Linked DNA regions of Zea mays: region 2 is linked to region 1. Evidence: chromatin contacts called from public Hi-C data. All regions are on one chromosome and are shown on one strand. Each heading gives the region's core, a stretch centred on a gene start, on an enhancer-like site or on the middle of the called end of the contact. The rest is flanking DNA. Distances are from core to core; before and after follow the strand shown.

Region 1 (7,789 bases), core at 2,791-5,290:
CATGTCATGCAAGCTGACCCGAAACGGAAGAAGCCAAACTGCCGCACACGGAGCGTGTAACCGCCCTGCGGTTACAAGCACTCCTCCATCCTCGCCGAAACCAGCGGTTGAAAGGGCGGACCGCCATGCAGGTGGCGTGCAACCGCACCACGGGGGCGCACCCCTTCGACTTCGTCGCATCCAGCATGGAGGCCCAGACCCACATGTCATGTAACCGACGCGCCGGTTACTACATGCAAGAAACTGCACCGCCACTTGTGCTAATGCCACGCCTTCTCGACTGCAGAACCAGTGCCGCGACTCGAGGTAGGCCTACGCGTGGCCCAACAGTGCCAATCGAGCACATCGATCATGGGTCAGTCAGCCGCGGGAGGAAGCGCGACGGTCGATATGGCCAAAAGTGGGCCGACAGTAATGGCGGCAGCAGGCGAGCGAAAGCAGCAGTCAAATCGTATGCAGGCTCACGTCCCCTTCTGGGCAGCAGGGGAGCCCTCTCCCACGGCGTGAAGACGACGCGCCCGTGTTCCGTTCCTCGAATGACTCGCGCACGCGCAACGGCCGCCCCGCGAACCGCCCGTCCCGTCGCATTAACTCCTCGGTAGGGCAAGCACCACCTTTGGCAGGCGAAGCAGGCGTCGTTTCACCTCCGCCATGATGACCGCGTCAAAAAAGGTGCGCCACACCGTTTAAAATTCATATCCTTTTCTTCTTCCCCTTTCTCTCTCTTGATACAGGGACCGGCAAAGGGGGTATTTCGAAAGGGATCCTTCTCCGCGAAGGAAGTGGGCCCCGAGCCCTCCTACTGATCAGGGGTTCGAAGGCTGGCCCCTCAGAAGGGTTCGACGGCCACCCCAGAGCACTCGGGCTTCAAGCTCATTACTGATCAGGGGTTCGAAGGCTGGCCCCTCGAAAGGGTTCAACAGCCGCCCTAGAGCACCCGGGCTCCGCGCCCACTACTGATCAGGGGTTCGAAGGCTGGCCCCTCAGAAGGGTTCGACAGCCGCCTCAGAGCACGCAGAGCGAAGGATGACTCTGGGTACGTCCGTTACATGGCCGAGGCTCGAGCTACGCTCCCGAGGTACCCTAGGACATTTCCGAGACCAGCAGGAGCGATTTTGTAACGAAATCCCATCAGAGGGAGGCATCGAGCCCTCGGACCCTATCGAACGGGACCGGGTCCGGCAAATCACCTGCAGGTACTTTTGGAGTGCGCCTCTGGGCCACTAGCCGACTCTTATTGAACGGGGCACGAGCGTCCACTCGGATCACCCGTTAGCAACTCACTGGAGACACCATGTTCGGCGCCCTCCGAGGGCAACATGGCGCTTCCCCCCCTTCCTCCTTGCGGAAAGGCGACGAAGGGGAGTATAATAAAAGTCGAGACAGTCCTTGATCGTCCTCTCGCTCCGTGCAGAGGCTCGGGGGCTGCTCTCGCAAACCCGGCTACGGCCAAACCGTTGACAGCGTCAACAAAGCAGCCTGAAAACTCGGAACCTGACCATGCACCCAGGCTACGATCAGATCGCATGAGGGAACAACCAGACCGACCGAGGCATCACGAAAGGCATTAAGACCTCAGAGGAGTCAAACCACTCCTCCGAGGCCTCGGGGGCTACACCCGGCGGGTGCGCTCGCGCGCACCCACCGGAACAAAGTGTAACCGAGAAGGGCCGGTCCCCTCGCAAAAAAGTGCGGCAAAGCCTCCAAGCGAGTACCAACACTCCCTTTGAGGCTCAGTGGCTACTGTCGGGTACCGTAATTAGGGGTACCCCCAACACTCCTAAACACGGCTGGTAACCACCATCAGCGCAAGCTGTAGAGACTGATGGGCACGATTCAGGTCAAGGCTTTGTCTACTCAAGGGACGCGATCTCGCCTCGCCCGAGCCCAGCCTCGGGCGGGAACAGTAGTCCCAGGCGAATTCACGCCTCGCCCGAGGGCCTTCTCAAGCAACGGGCGCGCCCTCGACTCGCCCGAAGCCCAGCTCGGGCAGGCTTCGTTGTGAAGCAACCTTGGCCAACTCGCCTTCACCAACCGACCGTATCGCAGGCGCATTCAATGCGAGGAGCGCCTGACACCTTATCCTGACACACGTGCCTCAGTCGGCAAGGTCGAAGTGACCGCAGTCACTTCGCCCTTCCACTGACCGACCTGACAGGAAAACAACGCCACTCGCCCCTCTCCGACTGTTGTGCCACCCGCGCGCCAGGGTGAGGCTGACAACAGCTAAGTCCAGCCTCAGGCGCAACAGGAAGCTCCGCCTCACCCGACCTTGGGCCTCGGCCTCAGGAGGAGGTCTCCGCCTCGCCCGACCCCAGGGCTCGGCCTCGCCCTCGGCATCGGAAGGTGGTCTCCGCCTTGCCTGACCCCAGGGCTCGGCCTCACCCTCGGCCTCGGAAGGTGGTCTCCGCCTCGCCCGACCCCAGGGCTCGGCCTCGACCTCGACCTCGGGAGGAATCGCGTCCTCGCCCGACCTCGGCCTCAGGAGGAGTCTCCGCCTTGCCCGACCTTGGGCTCGGACCGACCGCGCCACAGGGGATACATCATTACCCTACCCCTAGCTAGCTCAGGCTACGAGGGAACAAGACCGGCGTCCCATCCAGGCTCGCCCCGGTAACAAGTAATGATGGCTCCCCGCGTGCGTCCATGACGACGGCGGTTCTTAGCCCCCTACGGAAGCAAGGAGACGTCAGCAAGGTCCCAGCAGCCCCGACAACTGTGCTTCTATAGGGCTCCAGCGCTCCTCCGACGGCCACAACACCACGTACACAGGGCTCTAGCACCTCTCCGACAGCCACGTTGGCATGTACACAGGGCTCTGGCACCTCTCTGCCGGACACGTTAGCGCATAGCTACACCCCCATTGTACACCTGGACCCTCTCCTTGCATCTATAAAAGGAAGGTCCAGGGCCCTCATGCGGGAGGGTGGTCGCGCGGGAGGACGGGCTGACGAACAGGCTCGCTCTCTCTCCCTCGCGAACGCTTGTAACCCCTACTGCAAGCGCATCCCCCTGGCGCAGGATAACACGAGCCGCGTTCTTCCCCCTTGTGTTCCATCTCGCGCCAACCCATCTGGGCTGGGACACGTAGCGACAATTTTACTTGTCGGTCTAGGGACCCCGGGGTCGAAACGCCGACACTAGTTGTCTTTTTTTTTTACAGTTTTGGCATGCAAAGAAAGCATGGATAGTATATATCTAACAATAATTTAGATCTTGTTTTGGATGCACTATCTGCTAATATATAACTACCAAGCTAATAGCTTGTAACTTATATTAGCAAGCAAACTATTAGCTGTTTTGCTCCAACAAGTGAGATAGTTTGCTAATAAGTAGCTGGAATTAATATTAGTTAGACCATTTAGATCTAAAAATAGATAATTAGTAACAGCTAACTTTTAGATTTATTACTGACTCTATTGAATGCAAAGAGGACCTTAGAACGACTGACGGAGCTTAAAAATGGCTTTACCATCCCTTAGTTAATTCAGAGGAAGAGAGTTAGGAAAAAAACAACTCTTACTGCAGTGACATAGGTAGGGTATGTATGGATAGTAGACTCACGTGGAAACCGAAGCTAGAAACAAAGCTCCCAACTGATTCTAAACAAACGGACAACAACACTGGGGCCGGCGTGAGGAAACAGCGCAGTGCAGCGTTGCCGCCGTACACCAGATGATTTTCGCCTTTTTTTGATTTGGCAAAAAGAAATGAAATAAATGCAATTAAAGCACAACGGCATGCATATTTACAAACATACTATACGCATGCCCCCCATCCTTCTCCCTGGTTTGGTTTGGTTCTATGAAGTTGACATCCCCGACCCAGGGCTGCACCGCACCGCACCCCTTGCTGCGTTGCGTCCTTCTCAGCGGCCCTGTGTTCTGTGCTGGGCACCTCACGGCCCCAGGGAAGGGAAGGGACGGCACGGGACGGGCCCCTCCTCCTCCTCCTCCTCCTCCTCTCTCTCTCTCTCTGCCCTTCTCTCTCCTCCACACTTTTAAATACACCACCAGCCCACGGCTGCCCAGCTCTCTCTGACTCTCTCTCGCGTCGGGCACGCAGTCGCACAAGTAGTGAACTCAAACGGGATCTCCTGCTCTGCCTCCCTCGTCTTCCTCTGCCCGTGCGCGTTTCAGAGCACGTACGGAGAGGGCGAGCAGCAGCTTGCGGCCGGGCACCATCATGGTGAGCTACTACTACCGACTACACATCTTCCTTGGTCGTCTTGCCCGTCGTCGCTGGGCATTTGTCTGCTACCCTACTACCTCCACCACCGTCTCGTTGCTGATCGGTGGAGTACGTTCTCGGCCGGCCGTACCTGGTCGTGTTGGCGGTGATTCGTTGCAGGAGGACGTCGCGCCGGGTGCGGAGCCGTGGGAGGGGTACGTGGACTGGAGGAACCGGCCGGCGACCAGGTCCCGGCACGGCGGCATGGCCGCCGCCTCCTTCGTCCTCGGTAAGCGATCGATCACTGCCTGCCTGCCTGCCTCCATCCATCTGGGTTATTCTTCTTCTGGAAAACTAGAGCTCCGTTGTGTTGGTTGCGGCCGGTGCCCGGCAGGCAGCAGGAGACCTGCTGGATGGGATTGGGGCTGGGGCCGTGGAAAAGGCAGCGCAGCACGAGCGAAGGCCTGCACGACGGACGGATCGAATAGGGCACTGGTGGTGTGGGTGTCCAATCCATGCACGGAGGAGGAGCCTCCTCGTCCCTCGCCTCCTGGTGGCCTGCGCAGCGCAGCGCAGAGCAGAACTGAAAATTAAGCCAAAGGCGCGCGCCTTTGGCTTCCATTCCCTCTGCTTTTTTTTTTAGTTTCTTCTCCGCCCGTGCCCGTGCTCCTCCTTTCCCCCGATCACCTCGCAGCCTTTCCATCCTTCCTCTCCTGCTTTCGTACGTCCGACAGGTGGTGCTCGAGACCCTTTCGCGGTCGCTGGCTGGCTCCCCTCTCTCCCTCCTTTTGCTACCAGTGGCCTTCCATTTCCCCCCTCCTTTCGCTCCCTTTCACATACAGTTCCTGCTCGCTCCCCACCCCTTCGCCTGCAACTTGCCCGGAGAATTCGGCGCCTTTGGCCCCAATTGCGCCCCAGAAAAGCAAACCAACTTGCACGCACTGCATCCGCATGACCCGACCCGTGGGGGGTGCAGCTGGTGCTGGTGGATTCCTCTCCCGCTGCTCGCACGCACGCACCACCGCTCGAACAGAACAGAGCACAGTCGCGTCCTGGGAGCTGAGCTGGTAGCTGCCCTGTGCCCTCGTTCCGAGGATATGGGTTCCTGTCCGCCGATCTGGAAGGCGCCTCTCGCTGCAGACAAGTTCTTCTCAGCGGACGGTTGCATGTGCGACGGGGAAACGAGTGCTGTCGTCGTCACGGATCCTGATGAGAGCGAACTAGTCCGTTTTCTCTCTCCTCTGATCTGATGACGAGCGAGGGCGGTTGGTTGGACTTGTTGGATGGGTGGGGTTGAGGGAGGCCGTCGTGCTGCCCAAAGCCCGCATTAAAAAGCGCGGCACGAATCGCAAGGCACAAAGAGGTCGCGTCGCGGTGTAAACATGGCCGGCCGGCCGGTACGCATCGGGAACGGCACCACAGCCCGCGCACATCATGGGGAGACGTTTACGACCGATTAAAATTTGACGCGAAAAAAAAGCTATGTGCCTTTACAGAGAATATGATTAATTAGGGAGTGGTTTGAACTATTTCCTTTCCCCGCTGATATTTCAAACTGATCAACCGGTCGACGCACATGTACAGTGGTGGAGGTGCTGGAGAACCTGGCGTTCCTGGCGAACGCCAGCAACCTGGTGACCTACCTGATGGGGTTCATGCACTACTCGCCGTCGCAGTCGGCCACGGCGGTCACCAACTTCATGGGCACGGCCTTCCTGCTCGCGCTCCTCGGCGGCTTCCTCTCCGACGCCTTCTTCACCACCTACACCATCTACATCGCCAGCGCCTTCATCGAGCTCATGGTACGTACGCACCGCACTACTACGCGCCAAAAATACCCATCTCTTGTTGTATCACTCATGGTGTCATGCAAGTTCCTCCTATCCTGTATCACGTCATGGGAGTGGGATGGTCGTACGTACCAAAGTAGACAATAATGCGCGCGTACGCGTGCCCCGTTCCTCCTCCTATCCTATATATATCGACAAATTCAGGTGCTATGGTAAGGAATCTCCGAGCGGCCAAGCTGTGCGGCCACGTAAGCGCTTGACTTTTTCTTTCTCCAGCCCGGCCTAGAGAACGTTCCCTAGCAGTTCTTATGACGAATCATTTTCACCACTAATATATAATCTCATCCTCACCAACGTAAGAGGGTGGGATGGATGTTTTAGTTTGCGTGTTATCACCCTTTTCTAGCCTAGCTAGCTAGTTTGCTGCTCATCGAGGTAGTCATGCATCAGGTCAATTGCGATCCATATAGCTGACCACAGCAGCAATATGTATATGCTAGGTGCAAGCTCATCCACATATTTGGGTTAAGGGCTAATAATGGGACAATGATTAATGGTAGCAATTATGTTAGGGCATGTGCAATTCCATTTAATATAGCTGAACAACAGACAATCTCTTCGCGAATAGCCTGTCTTTACACGATTTTCTATATATATATATCCCTTGACTGCATTTATGATCCAAAGGCTTAGAGTTGCATCGTATATTCTCTTAGCTGTCTCTTGTACTTGAAAAACCGTTCTAGAGTCTATATGTTGTACATGCCCTTAGGTCCTATTACCTCCGTCCCAGAAAGAATGTCGTTTGACTTTTCTGAGATCAAGTTTGACTGGCTCAATTTATTTAAAAAATCTCATAATTATCATTTATTTTCATTCTGATTTAGTTTATCATATCATTTACTTTAACTATAAAATAAATTTTTCTTATTTTCAGAAATAATTTGAATAAGAAATATTGGTCAAATTTGGTCTAAAAAAAGTCAAACGATATTCTTTCTGGGACGGAGGTAGTATTTGATTTCTTTAGTCACCCTTCTAAATTTTAGTCTCTAAAATACTTATGTTTGGTTTTAAGAACTAAAACTGATTAGAGAGCATTATATATTACTTAGGACTAGTTTGGAAACACCATTTTTCTATAGGGTTTTTTATTTTCCCAAGGGAAATTAGTTCATTTTTCTTTGGGAAAATAGAAATCTCTTGGAAAAATAGAGTTTCTAAACTAGCTCTTATAAAGACAAAATAAGGTGGTCCAATTCTAGCCTGCGCTGCACTGCTGAGGGGCAGATACTGAAAAAGGTGGAAGTTTAGTCAACTTCAGACACCCCATTCGTGACTAAAGGACTAAATCTTAGGGGACTTCTTTTAGCTGTTTGGTAGTTTAGAGATTGAGATTGACTAAACTTTAGCCACTAGAGAGAGGAACCAAACACATGGCCTTATATATTCGCCCACCACGCTATATAGCTACATAAGATGATGGGTCGATTTGACAGCATACATACCCTGGGTCAAAGGGAAGCTAATCACATCTCCTTCACACATTGTGCTGTCACTGCATCTGCAGCCTACTGGTATGTGTTTAGGGCCGGCCACGCATGCGCTGAACCATCCGACCCGTCACCCGTATCGGCTGGGCCTGGTCTTGTTCTGTTGTTCACGCAGACCTCCCGTCGCTTTTAGAAAATAAATAACCCGGAGGCGCAGCAATATCCATGTGAAACCCGTTTGTTGCGCGCAAAGGCTAGCTTTGTTATTAGGTCCTTCCCTTTTCATCATTTTGTCGCGGCATCCATCAGGACCCGGACAAGCAAAACCGCGGGAAC
Region 2 (7,789 bases), core at 3,594-6,093, 140 kb before region 1:
TTTTAATTTTTAACAGAAATATGCAAATACAATTTAAATGAATTAATATTTTAATTTTTAACAGAAATATGCAAATACAATTTAAATGAATTTTAATAGCACGCATAGATAACTAGTGAGATTTTAAATTAATTGGCAACCACAATGCATAGTCGATCATACATGCTAATAAATACAATTTGATTCATACAATTTTTCATGAACTACCATTTTTCCGCATGTATGGCTTTAAGTTCTTATCAATTTTCTTTTTCACATGCTTGATTCTCTTTGGACCATTAAAGACGAACATCTCTTCATACTTATTGTATTCCTCATCTCCGTCTCCCACATTCTCAACTCCAACAATTTTTTGCTTTCCATAAATAACTACATGCATCTTCTCATCTGCTGGATCGAGTACATAGAACAATTGTGCAATACATTCGGCGAGAACCCACGGGTCATCTTTATATCCTACTTTCTTTAAGTCTACCAGTTTGAGTCCATAGTTATCCACTGTCACCCCCACGGGATGTTGTACTCATTGGCACTTAAATAAGGGTATTTTCATGTTTGGTCCATAATCAAGTTCCCATATTTCCTCTATGAATCCAAAATATGTGGTCTTCTGTCCCTGTAGGTCAAAAGCATCGATACGAACACATCGATATGTGGTCTTCCAAAGAGTCTCCGAATGGGATGTTTTTGTCCATTAACCATTCGCTGAAACGATGTCAGTCCAAAGAGTTCCCATATTTCCTCATGATCCAGTCCTCTGTGCGGTTCTGAAACGAAGCTCATCCAGGTGTTCCTCTATGTAAGGCTCGGCTATCGTGAGATGTTGTAGTACACTACCATGAGCACAATGTACTAGCTTGTAATCCTCAACGCAAAAAGTTTTACTACCCATTCTCTCTCTCTCACATAGTTTACCCTCATGTTTAGGTACACTTCTTTTTTCACTAAATGGATTCATTCCGTTTGTACCCAAAGCAAATCTTACATTTCTGGTTTCTTTGGCAAACTCAGGATACATAAGATCGAAATTTTTCCATTGTGATGCATCAGCAGGGTGTCAAATCTGTTTGTTACTCTGCTTGCGATTTTCAGAATGCCAACGCATAAGCTCAGCCTCCCTGCTAGGATTTGAGAACAAACGTTTCAAGCGATTAATTACTGAAATTATTTTTATTACTGTTTTCATGACAAAACAGAGACTCTAAGTGATAGCTAATAATATTACAAAGATTTAGAAACTGGAATGGATTGATTTTGATTAAAAATAAAATTTCTATGAATTTTACAAGTTCTAGTACTTATTTATATATTAAAAATCCATTTTATAATTTAAATTCTCGGGTTAAATACCATTCTGGACTGGGCCTCAATTCCAAAGAAATCCAGGGGCCTCAGGGTAATAATCCTAAGACACAGGGAACACTGCTAGTTGGAATGCGGGTTTATTCTACGAAAACAAGGGGTTTCTTATGTAAATGTGTACACCGAAGGGGTACCGCGAATCTTGGGCCATCGGATCCCTCCTGGACGGTCCGGATTAGATCTCCGAAATCTTTGAACCGGTACGTCACACATCGCAGGCGGATTTTTAGAAAGACCGCTTGTGATATATAACATCACAGGCGCTTTTTAATTCCGACCGCGTGTGAAGTTAATCTATCACAGGTGGTCGGAATTAAAAAGCGCATGTGATGTTATATATCACAAGCGGTTTTTCTAAAAATCCGCCTGCGATATGTGTACAGTATAAAAGGCTTGCTGCTTCCGGCCGAAACCCTAGCTAACTCCCGCCCGAGCTGACACAGGTGTTGCGCCGCCATCCCCGAGCCCGAGGCCGAGCGCCGTCGTCCCCGAGCCCGAGGCCGAGCGCCACCGTCCCCGAGGCCGAGCGCCGTCGTCCCCGAGCCCAAGCGCCGCCGTCCCCGACCACCGTGGTAAGATCACTTTGGTAAGAGCACCCTCCCTCTCCATGCATGCCGTCGATTTGGTAAGAGCCCGAGGCCGAGCGCCGCCGTATGGTTGTCACATCCTCTTTAGCATGCTCACAAAGATGAAATTTAACCCCCTTACTTCCATCGATGAGAACCTTGGTGAGTTGAACTCCTGCAACCACTAGGTTCAGGACTACACCCTAGATTGGAGAAGCTTGTCCACTAATCTAACCTCATGAACTAGATTGGGACCTTGGACCACCACAATTTGGTCGAAGTTGTGGGTTTGATAGTCATAATCTCGTAGATAGTAAGTTTAGTCTATCTCTTAGACATTGAGGAGCTACTCCTACAAAGACAAGTTTTACCATATTTGTAGCTCGTTGGAAGTCTCCATTGTCCTAATTGTATTGGTCATGTTCTTCGTCTACATTTTTTGTCTTTATTATCTTATTTCAGAGTCAAGACAAAACCATGATTTCTGGGTTGCTTACATCCATGATAGAGTCATTATGATGTGGGTGGTAAGGGCACTGCTCTAGCAGTAGCTCATCAAAAGACTTGTTCTTATCTCCCTTCTTTGACTTGTTCATAGCCATGACAGTGTTATTTGGACCCCTCTTTTTGCCCTATAAGCCATCCTTGTTTTCCCTCTGATCCCTGCCTTTATTGCGATCTCAATTTTGATTGTGAGACTTGGTCATTTTCAGTTTCAGAGATGGAAAAAGAGCCACTTGACATGGTTGAGAGCTCAGTTCGAGTCATCGAGACACATGTCGACATCATTCGCAGTCTAGTGACTGATGGGGTTGTGGATACTAGTGAACCGGAATCAGTGTACACACTTAAGACCACTTTGTTTCAAATTGGAGATGTATGCGACATGCTTGAAAAGTGTGCTCTGTCCATCAAAAAGTATGCTGACTCCAAGAGAGCTAAAATTATTCAAGATGAAGCCCTGCAATATGCTGAAGATGATGAAGCTACAGATGATTTGGAGGAACTACCAAGCCCAGATCTCCTTACTCAAGCCGACATATTGGAAAAATATTTTGGAATTGAGTATGATAGCGACCAGTCAAGGGGTTGTTGATGTTTAGTCCTAAACAATACGATATGGAACTTGATATGTGTATGAATCTGTGTATGGAACTTGTTATGCAACATATATGTGTATGAATCTGTGTATGAATCTGTTATTAATTCTGTATATGAATCTGGAATCTGCCTATGAATCTGGAATCTGTATATTGAAATACAGTCAGACCTATATTTAAAACCGTCTGTGGTATGTGTCTAACACAAGCGGCTAGGATTAGAAACCGCCTGTGATGTGTGGCTAACACAAGCGGCTAGAATTAGAAACCGACTGTGATATGTGTCTATCACAGGCAGTTCCTTTAGACTGGACCGTCTGTGATGTGTGTCTATCATAAGCGGTTTTTAATTGACCGCCTATGATGTTGTTTTACATCACAGACGGTGCACCATAAGCGGTTCCTGGAACCGCCTGTGTAGAGGCTAACTGGACCGCCTGTATAGAGGTTTACTGTAGTAGTGATTGCTATATATATATATATATATATATATATATATATATATATATATATATATATATATATATATATATATATATATATATATATATATATATATATATATATATATATATATATATATATATATATATATATATATATATATATATATATATATATATATATAGTCAACATGAACCGTATAAGACACCTTTAGGGTCTTTTCTCTATGTTAATCTTACATTTTTCAACTGTTGATATTATTATTTTTCTCTTTTGTTAAAAAAAATCATATTCTGACTTTCTTTGTTGCATTAGCACAGACATATATACTACTAATCCTTAAAAGAATGATGTGGGAATAGAACCGTATGCACTTATTCGTTCCATTTACAGGCTTATCGAAAAGAAGATTATATTCTCCTAAGTATGGACAAGAGGAGGACAAGTCCCGTAGTTTCTCCACTGTTCTAACTTTAGTATAATCGACCACAATCGAGCAAAACATGGGGTCCAAAAAAAAATAGAGCATGGCCACACTAAGAGGACCATGCAATACTTTATGGCATGTAAGAGTTTTATTGTAGCTTAATTTATAATTATAAGGTAGTTAGGTTTCCTAAATTCTTTGGATCTGATGGACATCTAGAACATACTCTCTTTGCGGGAAGTAACGCCTAGATTGCCTATAATTTAGGAATATATAAAAAGGAATTGCCCACCTGACTAGCATATTCTTTGATCAAGGAAAATGGTATTTGTTGATATTATCTTTATCTTATGAAAAAAACACAAGTTGTCGAATGAAATCCTTATTTTTCTATGAAGCAAAAAGGGATGTTTTGAATAAAAGCTTCAGGATTTTAATAGTTATAGAAAATACAATAAAATCAACAGTTGAAAGTCAACATCAAGATTAATTGATGTTGTGAGATGTGGGATCTACAAATAGTCTCATACTTCCCCGTTGTTTATTTCAAAAATAAGCTAGCGGACGATAAATATTCGAGAAGAACTGTGTAGTAACATTTAGAGGCCGTTTGTTTTTTCCGGAACGAAGGCATGGAACAATTTCTAGTCGATTTGTTTCTCTAATTTATATAAGTTTTGATCACCTGGAATAATTTCTGGTCCAATCCTGGACAAACGAACAAGGCCTTAAGGATCCAATAAATGCATATAGAAGATGTTCCAATTGCCATGTAGGGTGAGAGAGAAAAAATATCGATATAGATAAAAAAAAAGAAATATTAGAGTAACTGCACTGATGATGACCGGATAGAAATTACGCATTTTCTACACTAGGTACCAACCCTAGTACTAGTATGTAATAAGTTATCTTGTCAAGGACATATTTAAATGATGGAGATACCGGAATCACGACCGAGTCCGAGAGCCAGCACTTTATATATACTTTTTGGACCAGCAAGCAGTACTGACGCATGGGCTACGGTTGATTGTTGTCTCGGTTGAGCGCCACTGAACAGAGATGTGGTAGTCCATGAGAGGAATCGATACCCAGCTGACCGGCAGAGGGAAACGGATCGACCAAGGTCGATCGAGCGATGCGGTCCATCGGTCAATATCACATCTAGCATGCCACCAAACCAGCAAGGTGTGTTTAGAAGAAAACTCTAGAGTTTTGCATGTGTGTATATGCACTACGTACGTGCTAGGACAAATTTATAAGTTTTGCTATTTTGGGCTCGTACATATAGAATGTGTTATATTAGGAGTAGTTTTGGCAAAGAATTATAGTGTAAAATATACTATCAACTTTTATTAATAAATCTTAGAACATATTTATACATGACAGGTCCCTAGAGAAGGAAAGAGGACAGACCCTTTCTGGTCTGACTATCGGACACAACTGTTTTGTCGCGTGTCTGAAGCACTCGATAAAACTTGGAAAACACTCGGCGAAGTCTTTGCCGAGTGTGACACTCGACAAAAAAAATCTCGATGAACTGTACATCGACAACGGCTTTTTGCCGAATACTTTTTTGTCGAGCACTCGACAAAGACTTTGCCGAGTGCCACGTGACTCTCAACAAAGAAAAGTCGCCATCACGGCGCCTGATGACGGCGACGGAGACTTTGCTGACTGCCACCGTGACACTCGGCAAAGGCTCACTCTTTGTCGAGTGTTGACGCTCGGCAAAGAAGCTCTCCATGGGGCCCTTTGCCAGATCCTTTGCCAAGAGTATTAGGTGGCACTCGACAAAGGATCACCAGCGCGTCACTTTGTCATTTCCTTTGTCGAGTGCAATAGAAGGCACTCGGCAAAGCTTGCTTCTTTGCCAAGTGTCAAGGTCACAACACTCGACAAAGAAACTTTACCGGTTCATAGGTGTGCCTTCTTTGCCGATTGGTTTAGCCACTGCACTCGGTAAAGGAACTCTTTGCCTTACACTCGGCAAAGTGACCAAAAACGCTTTTTATTTGTTTTTATTATTCCATCCAAACAAACAAAACATATATCACATATACATCACAAAGTTCACAGAATCATCACATACATAATAGAGACAACATATCTCACAAAAAACACAAATCTCACCAGTTTTTCACAAACATGTCTATGTTCATACCAAGTTTCACCAATTTAAGTTGACCAACTCTCAAACATAAGTTTTTCACAAACACAAGTTCAGACCAAGTTTGTCACACAAGTCTCACAATCACCACTAAGAGAAGATCATCAGCGAGGTGGGCGGCTGGACTGGTGCGGCGATGGGCTCGACAATCTATGAGGGTTGTTGGATACCGCATATTATCTTTGCACAGAGAAGAGATTGCATGTGTTATACCATATGAATATATATCATGCAACACTAAAATTTTGATACTCACAGGAGTATGGAACTGAGCAGGGTCAACTAGAGGGAACAACGGAGGTGGTGGAGCAAAACCCTGTGCAGCGTCAAGGCTCTGCATGTACTGGAACATCTCCGTCATTCTCTGCTGATCTGCCAAGCGGGCCACCCGCTCCGCCTCCCACTCCGCCATCATCCTCGACTCCATCTCCTGTCGTTCCCTCCTCTCTTCTTCTAGTTGGGCCTGTAATATTTCATCCAAATGTTATAATACATAGTGTAGCAACAAACCAAAAAACGTTTGGTGGGAAAAAATTGAAAATATACTTTGCCAAGTGTCAAAGGAAGACACTCAGCAAAGTATTCTTTGTCGAGTGTCAGTCGTGCGACACTCGGCAAGATAGATTCTTTGCTGAGAGCCAATGCCTGGCGCTCGGCAAAGTTAACGGTCGTCAGCTATAGACGGCTGTTGACGACCCTTTGCGGAGAGTTACATTTCGCCGAGCGTTTGACACTCGACAAAGGCTGCTTTGCCGAGTGCCTGTCGATGCCGAGGGTCTCACGCTCAGTAGACGTTGCCGTTGTCGAGAGTGCTATTTCGATGAGTGTGGCACTCGGCAAAGCATCGAGCACTCGGCAAAGAGCCAGATTCCAGTAGTGCCTTTACATTGATAATTAACGTTAATCCTATTAACTATTGGTTGTTGCTCTAATATTGATTAGATGTTGATCTTGATATGTGCTCTCTCCTCCGGATCGATAATGTGGATGGTGAGATCACCATTCATCTTTTCTCAGTACTCCCCTTGATCGAATCCATTAAACGGAAAGATTTTATCGCATGAAGTTTTTAATATGGCAATATCAATATGATTTTCATTAGGTGAACTTGGTTGTTTATCAATGAGATATACTCCCGTGAATCTTGCAAGTCTCTTAGTCGTCTTCTACCTATACCTTCAACACATTCAAAAATAAGAAGTAAGGTAGGGACTTAATGAATAAATCAACGACGGTATCATATGATTTTGTCAGCAATATATTTATCTCCACATTTTTTGCAATTCATGAGGGGAAACAATTTTAGAGGTATATGCTTAGTGTACATCTGGACAACATAAGTTGTGTTATCTTTATATATAATGGTGTTCCACCTATTATCTTTATATATAATAGGTGATTCTAGAGAACCTATACCACAAGATTGTACTATAGGATTAATCATTTTGTGAAGCCATACACATTCTTTGGAGGCTTCATATAAAGAAATTATTTTAGAATTATTTGTGGAAGTGGACACTAAAGTTTGTTTGGTTCATTTCCAAGAAATGGTGTTCCACCATGTAAATAAATAAAGTCCGTCTAAAATCTGGCATTGTGGGACTTGAAAGATAGCCATCATCTGTATATCCAATTAAAGTAGGATCTCGGTTTTCTTCCATAGAAAAGACCAAGATCACTTGTAACATTGAGATATATAAAGATATGTTTCACTCCTGTCCAA

Evidence for each region. A called contact is a pair of places that touch in the nucleus more often than the background predicts.
Region 2: a Hi-C map of leaf shows a contact between it and region 1, with 2.1 times the contacts expected there. The contact joins the enhancer-like site here to the promoter of LOC100284378 in region 1. A contact is called at or near these places in 4 of 25 Hi-C or Micro-C datasets (ear, leaf and tassel).

Annotation. Positions count from the first base shown.
Region 1 is chr9:88,029,906-88,037,694 of Zm-B73-REFERENCE-NAM-5.0, reverse strand. LOC100284378 (peptide transporter PTR2) reads left to right here and starts at 4,040. Exons shown (of 4, transcript NM_001157273.2): 1 at 4,040-4,188; 2 at 4,351-4,459; 3 at 5,755-5,972. The coding sequence starts at 4,186.
Region 2 is chr9:88,173,430-88,181,218 of Zm-B73-REFERENCE-NAM-5.0, reverse strand. No RefSeq gene overlaps it. Among protein-coding and RNA genes, the nearest start is that of LOC100284378, 140 kb to the right of the region's middle. Within about 2 kb of position 4,843, at least 3 of the 20 cell types and tissues checked have an H3K27ac peak or open chromatin away from gene starts, as enhancers often do. A contact at or near this core is called in leaf, where this site is marked.